3 separate regions of the Sus scrofa genome follow, and regions 1 and 3 are each linked to region 2. Evidence: chromatin contacts called from public HiChIP or PLAC-seq data. All regions are on one chromosome and are shown on one strand. Each heading gives the region's core, a stretch centred on a gene start, on an enhancer-like site or on the middle of the called end of the contact. The rest is flanking DNA. Distances are from core to core; before and after follow the strand shown. Region 1 overlaps ST3GAL3 (ST3 beta-galactoside alpha-2,3-sialyltransferase 3). Region 2 holds the start of IPO13 (importin-13). Region 3 overlaps ST3GAL3 (ST3 beta-galactoside alpha-2,3-sialyltransferase 3).

What was found. HiChIP or PLAC-seq counts read pairs in DNA pulled down with a chosen protein or histone mark.
Region 1: an H3K27ac HiChIP or PLAC-seq map of alveolar macrophages shows a contact between it and region 2. The contact joins the enhancer-like site here to the promoter of IPO13 in region 2. A contact is called at or near these places in 7 of 47 Hi-C or Micro-C datasets (alveolar macrophages, brain, embryonic fibroblasts and 3 more) and 1 of 2 datasets of contacts at active chromatin or transcription factors (alveolar macrophages).
Region 3: an H3K27ac HiChIP or PLAC-seq map of alveolar macrophages shows a contact between it and region 2. The contact joins the enhancer-like site here to the promoter of IPO13 in region 2. A contact is called at or near these places in 1 of 5 promoter capture datasets (liver), 9 of 47 Hi-C or Micro-C datasets (alveolar macrophages, brain, embryonic fibroblasts and 5 more) and 2 of 2 datasets of contacts at active chromatin or transcription factors (alveolar macrophages and skeletal muscle).

What each region holds. Positions count from the first base shown.
Region 1 is chr6:167,500,320-167,504,328 of Sscrofa11.1, forward strand. All of the region lies in intron 1 of ST3GAL3 (ST3 beta-galactoside alpha-2,3-sialyltransferase 3), which reads right to left. Among named protein-coding and RNA genes, the nearest start is that of ST3GAL3, 56 kb to the right of the region's middle. Within about 2 kb of position 1,407, at least 1 of the 83 cell types and tissues checked has an H3K27ac peak or open chromatin away from gene starts, as enhancers often do. A contact at or near this core is called in alveolar macrophages, where this site is marked.
Region 2 is chr6:167,345,597-167,349,532 of Sscrofa11.1, forward strand. IPO13 (importin-13) reads right to left here and starts at 2,209. Exons shown (of 19, transcript XR_298727.3): 1 at 1,374-2,209.
Region 3 is chr6:167,517,873-167,521,757 of Sscrofa11.1, forward strand. All of the region lies in intron 1 of ST3GAL3 (ST3 beta-galactoside alpha-2,3-sialyltransferase 3), which reads right to left. Among named protein-coding and RNA genes, the nearest start is that of ST3GAL3, 39 kb to the right of the region's middle. Within about 2 kb of position 1,814, at least 8 of the 83 cell types and tissues checked have an H3K27ac peak or open chromatin away from gene starts, as enhancers often do. A contact at or near this core is called in alveolar macrophages, where this site is marked.

The sequences.
Region 1 (4,009 bases), core at 157-2,656, 150 kb after region 2:
AGTGTATGAAATTCCTGAAATGCTAAGATGTCCTGATTATAATGTCATCAGTCATAATTTTAAGATGCGTGGCATAGGAGTCAACAGAACCCCTTGTCAATTCCATTATAATGAACTCTCACTGGATTTTTAATAACAGGCATTTTCAAATCTTTTTGTCACTTATAGGCAGTTATTGCTTTACACTGATGCTTCAATGACGCTTCATTTTTAAAGAGATTCATGTAAAAAGCTCTGACAGGTACTCTGGAGTACAGGTTTTTGATAATTTTAAGATTTCTAAAACTAATGGAACTGGGTAAGGATTTCTAAAACTAATGGAAAACCAATTTCTTTAATGTTTTCTTTTCCAGGGGTAAAGGAACCCTCTTCCCCCTCTCCTTTAATCTATCTAAAACTCACAGCAATTTGGTAAGGTGTACATTTGCAACAGAGATTGAAGCACTTATCTTTTTCCCCCCACTTGGTTCTCCCAGAGCTCTGAAACCCTTATTAAACACGCTGTTTTCCCAGACAATGTCTATATTTGCAAAGGTTCGATGGGAGTCCGCTCCTGGAAGAGGATGCCCTTGGCTCCTGCTCCTTTCAACCCACAACTGATACAAAAGGGAGACACAACCCTGCATTGCAAAGGCTTACCTGTATCTACTAAAAATTACCAGGCTCTAGTAGAGCCCCTGTCGCAGCATGTTTCCAGGAGACAAAGACCGCAAACATTACACTCTACAACCTGGAGCTGTTGTGTCCTAACTGGAAGAGGCATTTCAAAAGAACTCTCCTCAGCCTCACTGGAAGGGCCCCTCTTAGGTACTGTTAACTAATCCTTGTGCCACCAAACTCCAAAGAGCCGACTCCTGAATCCTCACGCCGGGCTTAAAGAAGCCACCGAACCCCAACTGGCCTCTGTGGGGACCCAGAGACAAAGCTCACCAGCTCTGAGGCAGACAGCATCTGAGGCTGACAGCTTTCCCAAGACGTGTGGACCAAGCCTGGGTACCTTTCTTTCAATACTGTTCTCACCCGGTCCCCCCCGCCCCCGCCTTCCATGGAAGGACAATGCCTTTGTCTTTATTTCCCAATCCCTTGTGAAAGGGGAAAGCTCTCCAATAGCAGGACTTACCAGCAGAAATATCAGTCTGTCCAAGACAGCAATGACCCTTCGGTTCACCCCCATATGTAATTTCATTCCAAACACTGCTGACGTCCAAACGGTTTCATGGGCCCATTTGATGGAGGCGGTGTGCGAAGCCTGCGTAAACTTACTCCCTGCTTCAATTTGACCCAAACTGTGGGATGGGAAAACAAGATCTTTCGAATATTTCTATGAAAGGATCAGTGGAGCCAGCAGTGGCAGTCACACCATTTGTAAAAGTGCTGACATATGTTTACATGATGACGTAAACCTTCAGTGTGTAACATCCTAACGTGTGAGCCTTGGTTAAGTAATGCCAATGCCTCAATGCCAATGAATGACTCCACGGACTGCTATGTATGCGAGGGCCTCACTGCACCCCTCATACCTTCCTAGATGAAAGTTTGGGGACTGCCTTTATGCTCGATAGCTAGAGAAGGGAAGGACGGTGCACCCTTGCCGCACTCCCTGCCTCGTTCTCCATAAACGACCAAGCAAGAGCCTCTCAAAGGTCCATCTCATTGAACCTTTACAACCGCCTTCAGCAAGAACTTCCAGGAAGCATACAAGATTCTGGTTTTGACTCTTTAGGGAGAGCTTTCTTCCCATGGATCAGAGTGAGAGCCAATGAACAAATAATCAGGAATCTCTCCTGACATTAGGAGTTAGCGGATTCCATCGCCAATGCAGTTTCAGCTCAGCAATGTTCACCTCTCTCACTGGCCAAGGTCGTTTGGGATGCCCTCAGAGTCCTTGCTTACTTACTCTCTGAACAAATCAGCATCTGTGCAACAGCAAACACATCTTGCTGCATGTGGATAAATGCCTCTGGGGAAGGAGAGACCCAAATGCATAAAATTAAAGAGCAAGCACACGAGTTACAGCAAATTGCACCTGACAATCTACTGTCTTTTATTTATCCACTGGCTGCCTTCAGGTCTGGACTCCTGGTTAAAAACCATCCTGCAAAGTGGATTTCTTATGCTGTTTTTCACTTTGTTCTGCATACCTGTTAAGCTCTGCACCTATTGCTTGTCAAACCTTTATCAAAATGACATTCCTAATAAGATGGTGCTGGCCCAGTGCTTCAAGATGATTTATAAGCACTTATGACCTTGACTAAATATGGACTTTTAGCAAGAAACTCCTGAGAGTTCTCTATAGCACCTTTCTTTGTTACTCAAATGTGACCTCGTGAGGTTTCAAATTTGTGTATTTTCCCTCTGGCAAGGAACATGACAACCAAGGAAGGGCTGAGGGACAAACTGCTACATGGAGACATCCTGATGTGATCACAAAGCTTTCACTGCTGGAACAGCTGAAGCAAAAGGTGGAAATGTGGAATTAACTGAAGACACCTCAGCTACAACTGGAGTCAAGACAGGCCTGTAGGAAGTGCTCTTACACCCTGCCATGAATCCTCAACTTCTCTAAACAGGAAGGGATGTGCCAGATCCCCAATAAAAGGTGCCTCTGAAACTGACACATTGCAAATCAACTATAATTTTAAAAACCCTTTTTTTTTTTTAAAGACAGTTACATTATCTATGTTAAAAAAAAGAAGAAGAAAAAAAGGTGCCTCGATTATACTACCCAGATGGAAGAAGAAAACCGTTCACCCCGTGATGGCCCAGCCAATCACAGGCTGCAGCAGTCCCAGCAGTGAAGAGCCTCTATGCTCTGGACTCGGCTTCCTTCAAAGGACTCTCTTGTTATCACAGCTCCTCCCAATTCCCCTCATTCTTCCTATAAGAACAAGTTCTCCTTCCCTTCTTCCGGATTTGCCTGTGGTTTGCCACAGCTTATATTTTCTGAATTGCCATCCCTCCATTATTTCCAAGTAAACTCGCTTTTGCTAGTAAAATAACTGGCTGTTAAGGTTGACAAGATACATAAAGTGTGATGTATCCACAAGGTTATTTCATCATAAAAATGAAGTCTAGACCATGGGTGACCTTGAAACGTGACGTGAAAGAAGCCGGTAACCAAAGACCACAGAATGTACGATTCCATTTACATGAAATGCACAGGACACGCAAATCTACGGGGGTAGATCTCTGGGGCTAGAGGTGGTTGGAGGATGGAGTCTGCCTACAAATGGGTACAGGCTTTCTCTCTGGGGTAATACACATTTCTAAAATTGATTGTGATGTCTGCATGCTCTGTGAATATGCCAAGAACCACAGAACGGCAACGTTCAGTGGGAGAATTATACGGTATATAAGTTTTATTTTAAGAAAGCTCTTATCATGGGGGTTTGGGATAGAAATGCTGTAAAATTGGGTTGTGATGACGGTTGTATAACTACAAATATAATAAAACTCACTGAGTTAAAAAAAAGAAAGCTGTTATCTTTTTAAATTTTTTCTTTCTTTCTTTCTTTTTTTTCACATCCATAGCATATAGAAGTTCCTGGGCCAGGGAATCAAATTCAAGCCACAGCTGTGACCTATGCCACAGTTGTGACCTATGCCACAGTTGCAGCAGCACTAGATCCTTAACCCATGGTGCCAGGACGGGGATTGAACCTGTGCCTTAGCAGCGACCCAAGCTGCTTCAGAGACAATGCCAGATCTTTAACCCACTGTACCACAGCGGGAACACCTCTTAAAAAAAAGGAGGAGTTCCCCTTGTGGCTCAGTGGTTAATGAATCCGACTAGGAACAAAGAGGTTGCGGGTTCGATCCCTGGCCTTGCTCAGTGGGTTAAGGATCCAGTGTTGCCACGAGCTGTGGTGTAGGTCACAGACGCAGCTCGGATCTAGCTCTAGCGTTGCTGTGGCTCTGGCGTAGGCCAGGGGCTACAGCTCCAATCCGACCCCTAGCCTGGCAACCTCCATATGCCACGGAAGCGGCCCTAGAAATGGCAAAAAAAAAA
Region 2 (3,936 bases), core at 959-3,458:
CGTGGAACAGCCCGAGAGGCCCGGACTCTCCCAGGCACAGCTGCTCCCATCCACTCCACCGGCCCCATTTAGCATCCCCCAGAATCACCCCCAGGTCACTCCAGATGCCGGCACCAAAGCCACTGTGAAATCTGAGCAGGACTAAGACTTTGCTAGGCAGCTCTAGGCAGAGACAAACTGGAGGGAGGGGAGGGTGAGAACACGCCTCAGACAGCACAGGAGAGGGTCCAAGAAGCTGGCCAGAGCAGTCTTGGCCTGCAGCCCTGGCAAATGCCTCGCCTGGAGCTCTCAATTAGACAAACCCCCAGGGTCCCCATTCCACTGGGACTTCACACAGTAAGAAAACAGCCGTTTATCTCCCTGGTAGCACATGGAACAGTGCGCCACCATGCCAACACTGCCCAGCCCCGGGGGGGTGGAAGAGGGAGACCAGACCTCTCCCCCTCAACGCAGGCTCCACTCAAGGAGGCTCAGCCCCGTCTGTACCTCTGACAGTCCGTTATGGCCACTGTCCCTTGTCTGGCTCCCCGGGGATGCTGAGGCAGGCGGAGAACAGAAGCAGAGAGACGCATCCTCACCATTTGGTATGGCGCACAGGGCTCGAGAATGACAAATGAATATCTGCAACCGTTCTCTGCTTTCCAGCAAGGGAGCCCCATCTCCCCATTCATCCCAGGGGACATGCATGTCTGCATGGCAAGCCTCTGGGGGCAGAGCCCAGGAAAAAAGAAGTTCAAAAAAAAAAAAAAAAAAAAAGATGGACTGGGCAGTGGGGAGAGCCTGGGAGTGCCGTGGCAGGAAGCCATGCGGGCAGGTGAGTAGGGAAGGCCCCTGGAGCTGCCAGCAGGACCAGGCCCCTTGGGCAAAATAAAGGGGACCAACCAGGAGTGGTCTGGCTTCGGTCCAATAAACGAAGGCCCCTTCCCCAAGGAAGAGTGAAAGCACCATCCAGATCGTTTTAGCTCCAGGTTATTCTCTGAGCCCTTGGCTCAACAGAACAGGTCCAGGAGGGTTCAGCATCGCCATGGTTTCTGAGGACTGAGCTGCAGGTCTCCTGGGTTCCTGATTTCTTACTGCACTGCTCCTGCAGTTCCCATGGAGCTGGAGGAGAGCCAGTCTGGCTGGAGAGCTACACGGGGAGCACCCTGGGGGGGCCATCCCGAGACCCTAGAGTATCCACAGAGGACCCAGGTCAAAGAAAGGCCAAAAATAGCCTATTGAGAGGCTACTGCTGCCCAGAAAGACAGCAAATGCCAGGTGCTCTGGAGGCACCCTCCCAGCGGGCACCCAGCCCAGGCCTAGGCTCTGGCATTAGTGTCTGTCCCCAGAACTTCTGCTCTGTCACTGGAGTGCCCACCCCAGGGCCCTCATACCTTCTCCACGTTCTCCACAGTGAAGTCCAAGGCTGGTGCCGCTCCAGCCCCTGCAGCCCCCGGCTGCTCCTCCCGCCGCTCCATCTTTGCTCCCTCCCCAGCAGGGAGGTGGACCGTGACCTGTCTCCTGCCCCAGCCTCTTGGCTGCTGGCCCCCCTGCTAGACCCCGGCTTGGGTGCCCAGGGAGAGCTGGGGTGACAGGGGACCCAGGGCGAGCATGGCTGCCGAGGCCTCCCCACCTCGGTGGGGGGCGGGGGGCTTGCCAAAGGCCAAAAGGGGTGCCCTTCGGAGAAGACCCACGGAGGGGCACTCCTAGGAGAAAGCCACCGGTGCGGAGTTCGCAAGCGAGGGGTCCTAGTGGTAGGTCAAGGCTCTGTCCCCGGAATCTATGAGGAGAGAGTCACAGGGGAGGGAGGCCTGGGAGAAACCGAGGCCCCGGCCCGCCAAGGGTCACAGGGTCGATGGCCTGTACCCACAACACCCTCTTCTGAGTGAGCTCTCGGGTCCTAAGAGGAGGTCAAGGGGCTGGGGGGTCACGGGGGAAAGAGCCCTTCGCAGGTTACGCAGGCGTCCAACGAAGCGCGGGGCTGCAGCTTCGCAGGTCTGGGGCGAAGAGTCCGGAGAGTTGAGGGGCTGCGGCAGGTTCCCTCCGCTCGGCCCGGCCCGCGCTCTTCTCACCGCCGAGCTCCGGCCCCGCTGCCGCCGCTGCCTCCGCCCCAGTGACTGACAGGCGAGCCGGCCCGGCCGGGACGGGGCGGGGACCTCAGAGAGGTGAGGGCTGCCCCGAGCGCCTGTCCTCGGCACCGCCGACACAGACGCCGTCCCCCCCGACCCGGCTCGCCTGCCCTGACCCGACCCGGCCCGGCGCAGCCCGGCACGGCCCGGCGGAACTGCGCGGCAACTCATTCCGGGTCTCCGCTCCCGTCCTCGCGCCAACACGCGCGCCCCCGAGCAGGCGACGGAGCGGCGCGCCGCTCTAGGCCCCCGCCGAGCCAAAGGCCCCGCAGCTTTGCACCCTGGGAAATGTAGTCCGTTTTGCGCCCAGCGAGAGGGCGGCGCCTGGTGGCCGCGGCCGGGAGCACGTGGGCTTGGGGCTGGCGGAGCCCAGCCAACCCCAGTTTTACCGCGGCTTCCAGCGCTCCCGGTCGGACCGGCGGGCGGCGCTGCGGGAGGGCTCCCTAGACGGCTGTGACTCAACGGGTTGATGGATGGCGCTGGGAACCCAGGCTGGAGGATAAGGTGTGTGTTGGGGAGAGGAATACAGGGGACCCCGGTCACTCTGGTGCTCCGCCGCGGGCACCACCTGGGGCCCGGAGAGGGGCCGTCTGGGAAGACGGCTTCCGCACCACCCTGAGAAGAAACGAAACTTGGCACGCCTCCGTAGTAAAAAAGGGTGGCTCTCGGGGCCACCCATCGAGCAACTGGGAAACCGCGTACCATGGACAGTGCTCGGAGAATTTCCTAGGGTTCTTGGGAGCAACTTCTGTTTCTGAGTGATTAAAGTAAGAATAGTTCCCATTGAAGTGCTAGCATCAGTGCTTTGCATATCTAAGGTCCACCTCTCTCAGCACCTCCGTGGTGGGTAATTTTCATTCATTGTTTTCCGGGGAGGAAGCCAAAGTTGGAGAGGGTCGCGCTTACCTCGTCCCTGGGCACACAACTCGGGTAGCCGAGACCAGCCCCACATCTGACTGGCTGCAGGCAGACCCAGCAGTCCCTGCCCCTTACCCTCCGCTTGACCTTTTCTTAACGCTTGCCAGGGAAAGGAAGTAATCGAACGGGAAAAGACCTCTCCCTGCGCTTGTGCTCAGTGGAGGAAGCGGGCCATAGGACTGAGGCCTGAGAAGGTGGGTGAAGGCCTCCCTGAGAAAGTCCAGAAACTGGCTCTGAGTTTGAAGAACAGCAAGACTGGGGAGGAGGGAGGCTTGATGAGCTGTTAAGCAGAGTCCGGTGGGGATCTAGTCATTCGACAAACCTTTAACAAGAAAATGCTTGACGTACAGATAGTTTGTGTTCACTTTAAGAGGGAATGGGGGCCGGGAGGAAGGAGGGGGATGAGTAACAGAGATGAGGTTGGAAAGACAAGTTGGGAACAGTAGTCTCTTGAAGGAATTTAGACCTTATCCTCAGTGCAGTATGAAACCACGATGGGGTTTCAAGTGGGCAGTGATGACTGGATTTGCATTTTAGCCTCTCTCTGTCCTACGTAGGATACATTGAAGGAGGAAGGGGTAGAGGCTGGGGTGTTTGGAAGGATGAAGCAGGAAGCCAGCCTAAGGGAGCTGATTCCAGGTCTGTGCACAGGGCTGTGAAATGCCTTGGTCCCGAGCCTGAGATTTCATTGTGGAAGGTGTGGAAGGGGGAAGGATCAAGAGCACAGATTCTGGACTTAGGTCTGTGTTCAAAACCTGTCTCTGCCACTTTCTAGCCATAAGACCTTGACTTTTTTGGAACTCACTTAAAAAAAAAAAAAAAAATGAGGACAGTAATTCCTCCAGGGAAGGACAAACTGAGAGGGTATATGACTAGAGTGCAGTCTAGAGGCTGCATCTTGGTCAGTGTG
Region 3 (3,885 bases), core at 564-3,063, 170 kb after region 2:
GCCCAGCTTTTCCCTCTGGACAATCCTGCTCTTTCCTCTTTTTCATGTCCTCTCCTTCCAGGGGTGTTGCTCCCGAAAGCACACCCCAGTAAGCTTTCCGCACACTGATCTTTATCTCGGAGACGCTTCCCAGTGATCCCAACCCAGGACAGGCCCTGCATCCTTGATGCAACACTGTGTACCCGACCCTGCCTCTGGACATCTGTATAGGGCACAAATATCACATTTGCTTTTCTTCTTCTTCTTCTTTTTTTTTTTGGCTGCCCTATGACCTATGGAATTCCCAGGCCAGGGATTAGAGCCAAGCCACAGCTGCGACCTAAACTGCAGCTGTGGCAACGGCAGATCCCCAGCCCAGGATCTGGGCCAGGGACTGAACCTGTGTCCCAGCGCTCCCACGATGCCGCCAATCCCACTGTGTCACAGCAGGAACTCCGACAGACACCATCTTTTCTAATCAAAAATAAAAACACAGGAGTTTCCATCTTGGTTCAGCAGAAATAAACCTGACTAGCAACCACGAGGATGCAGGTTCCATCCCTGGCCTTGCCCAGTGGGTTAAGGATCCGGTGCTGCCGTGAGCTGTGGTGTAGGTCCCAGATGCCGCTCGGATCCCGCGTTGCTGTGGCCGTGGCGGAGGCCAGTGGCTGTAGCTCCGATGTGACCCCTAGCCTGGGAACCTCCATATGCCTCAGGTGTGGCCCTAAAAAGACCAAAAATAAATAAATAAATACGCAAAATCACAATGGGATGGAAGTTCTAAAATTAAGACTCTACAAAAACTCAGGATGTGCTATAGTATTAAAAGACTAACTCTCTGCAAGAAAGTAAGAGACCACAACCACCCTGAGAGCCCCTCTAAGAAAAGGATCTCTGAAGTCATCTTAAAGGAAATAGCACCACCTTGCTTGTAATCAAGTGAAAAATTAGTCAATATATAACAAAGCGCCACCGAACAAAAATTATGGAGGGCCCAGCATCCCTGTGTACTGTTATCTGGTCATCAGAGCCGTCACTTCCGTGCCTGTCACGACACCGTGCCAAGAGCTTTAAATGAACCATCTCACTGCATCTCCCTAACTAGTACTGCAGGTGACAAGATGAACCGCCTCACTGCATCTCCCTAACTAGTACTGCAGGTGACAAGATGAACCGCCTCACTGCATCTCCCTAACTAGTACTGCAGGTGACAAGATGAACCGCCTCACTGCATCTCCCTAACTAGTACTGCAGGTGACAAGATGAACCGTCTCACTGCATCTCCCTAACTAGTACTGCAGGTGACAAGATGAACCGCCTCACTGCATCTCCCTAACTAGTACTGCAGGTGATAAGATGAACCGTCTCACTGCATCTCCTTAACTAGTACTGCAGGTGATAAGACTCAGGGTCACTCAGGGTAAATAAATTAGCCAAGGTCACAGAGCTGGAGTCAAAGTGAGGTCCTGTTTACTCTGAAGCCTCTCGGCCCTCTAGGAAGTCTAGCATATTCTGGCCTACTGCATATACATCTAGTGCATTGAAGCTCTGAGGCGGGTTAAGCAGACAACCAGTTCAGTAAATAATTTGGGGGGGGTGGAGCAAGAGGCCAGGTATTTATGATTCCAAAATCCCTTTCTCTTTTCTCATCCCTCTACTGCCTCCACTGGTGACAGGCACAAGCCCTGCCTTTAGGTGTACACAGCCTAGCGACCGAATTAGTGGAAGACCAATGCCAGGCACAATTATGCCAGAAAGATCGAAGCACAAAGCCTGCAGAGGCAACCAAAAGGTTCTTCTGCCCTCTTGTGGCTCAGGGAGACGGCTACATACAAAGGTCCTTTAAAAAGCTAAAACGCCATATAAAGGCACTTGGCAGTCAGACAGAACAGCAGGAGGCAACGGTGATTGGCTCAAAATGGAGAGATTTAATATCTCACAAATTTGATTATGCCAATTACAGCTTGCAATAAGAAAGAACACTAGAGTTCAGAGAAAACCAACACAGAGTACTCTGCCGTGAGAACACAGTAGGCAGCCACATCCTTTGGGAAGGCTGATAAAAGTTGAAGGCATTCTAAAGCTCCTGATCCTTGCTTTTCACACTTAACAATGTATTTTCGAGCTCCTTTCGTATCAGCACATTCAGAGCCTCCTCACATTATTCAGATGCAAAGCACCCCACTGGACGGCTCAACTGGCCCCTGCTGCTGTCCGAAGCTGCTTCCAAACTCCTGCTATTAAAAACAATGCTGCAGAGTTCCTGGGGTGGCTCAACGATAACAAACCTGACTCGTACCCATGAGGACTCGGGCTTAATCCCTGGCCCCGCTCGGAGGGTTGAGGATCCGGCCTTGCTGTGAGCTGTGGTGTAGATCGTGGACGCGGCTTGGATCTGGCATGGCTGTGGCTGTGGTGTAGACCAGCAGCTGCAGCTCCCATTCGACCCCTATCCTGGGAACCTCCATATGCCGCAGATGTGGCCCTAAAAATAAAACCGAACAATCAAATAAATAAAAACAGTGATGCAAAAAGCGAACCAACAGTGCTCATGTGGATAATCCGACACACGGATCATTTTGCCAACGTGCCAGTGTACTTCATACCTGCGGGGGAATCTCTGGAAGTGGAAAGGCCGGGTCAAAGGGCACGTGCAAGCCTGGGCACCACTTCCTTTTTGAAACTCCTTCCTCTGACTTTCCCTCCTGTCTCTCTGGCTGTCCCTTCTTAGGCGTCTTCCATGCTTTCTTTTTTTTTTTTTTTTTTTTTTTTTTTTTTGCTTTTTTTTCAGGGCTGCTCCTGTGGCATATGGAGGTTCCCAGGATAGGGGTCGAATCAGAACTACAGCTGCTGGCCTACACCACAGCCACAGCAACGCAGCATCCAAGTCGCGTCTGTGACCTACACCACAGCTCATGACACTGAGTGAGGCCAGGGATCGAACCCGCAACCTCATGCTACCTAGTTGGATTCGTTCCTGCTGCGCCATGACAGGAACTCCCCATGATTTCTTAAAAGTGTAAGAAACACCGTTTATTCCGGGTGACTTTCTAAGAGGTGACCACCTGTCACTCACCCTTTAGATGCTGCTGCCCCCGGGATTTGGTCCTTTGTCTCTTTTATCCTACATGCTCTCCTAGCTACCACTTCTCCTCCCCCAAGGCAGCCAAAGTTATCGTCATCAGGTTTTATGCTTTGTTATTTTACACATATTTATGCAAATCTATATGTACTATGTGCCTGTGTATGTAGAAACATGAATATACATGCACAAGACTCCCCCCCTTGCTATGTAAATACATATTATATTGGTATATAAATGGTACTAACCCAAATCGAAACAATTTTAAGGGGATGCTGCCAAGCAGCAATTTTCACAGGAGAAAACTGTGGCCCGCAAACCTTCTTCAACCTATAATTACCTGCCAGACAACTGGAGTGAACCCACAGGGGAGGACCAGAGCAGAGCAGTATGGTCTTGCACCCTAGCCTCCTGCTTCAAATGGTCTCACAAAGTAGCCACACACTAATTCAAGGGCTAGAGAAAGGACAGAGCAGAGGCCAGCAAATAAAAGATCAGAGTCTTCGGCAGCTGTGGCTACTTACCAATGAAAGGTTTTTGTTTGATTTTTTTTTTTTTCAACGCAAGTTGTCTAACCACACAGAAGTGGAAAGAATATAATGAGCCCCACCCCACAGATTAAACAACTAAACACCTGGTTTCCCGGTGTGGTTCTCCTTCCCTACCCTCCCGCACCCTCTTTATTTCTCCTTCTCCCTTTTTGGGCCGCATTATTTCAAAACACGCCCCTGACATCACGCTACTTCATCCCTGAATACTTTGTGCAGACAGGATTCTAACACACAGAGACATTTCCCACCTGACCACAGTATCATCGCATCCAA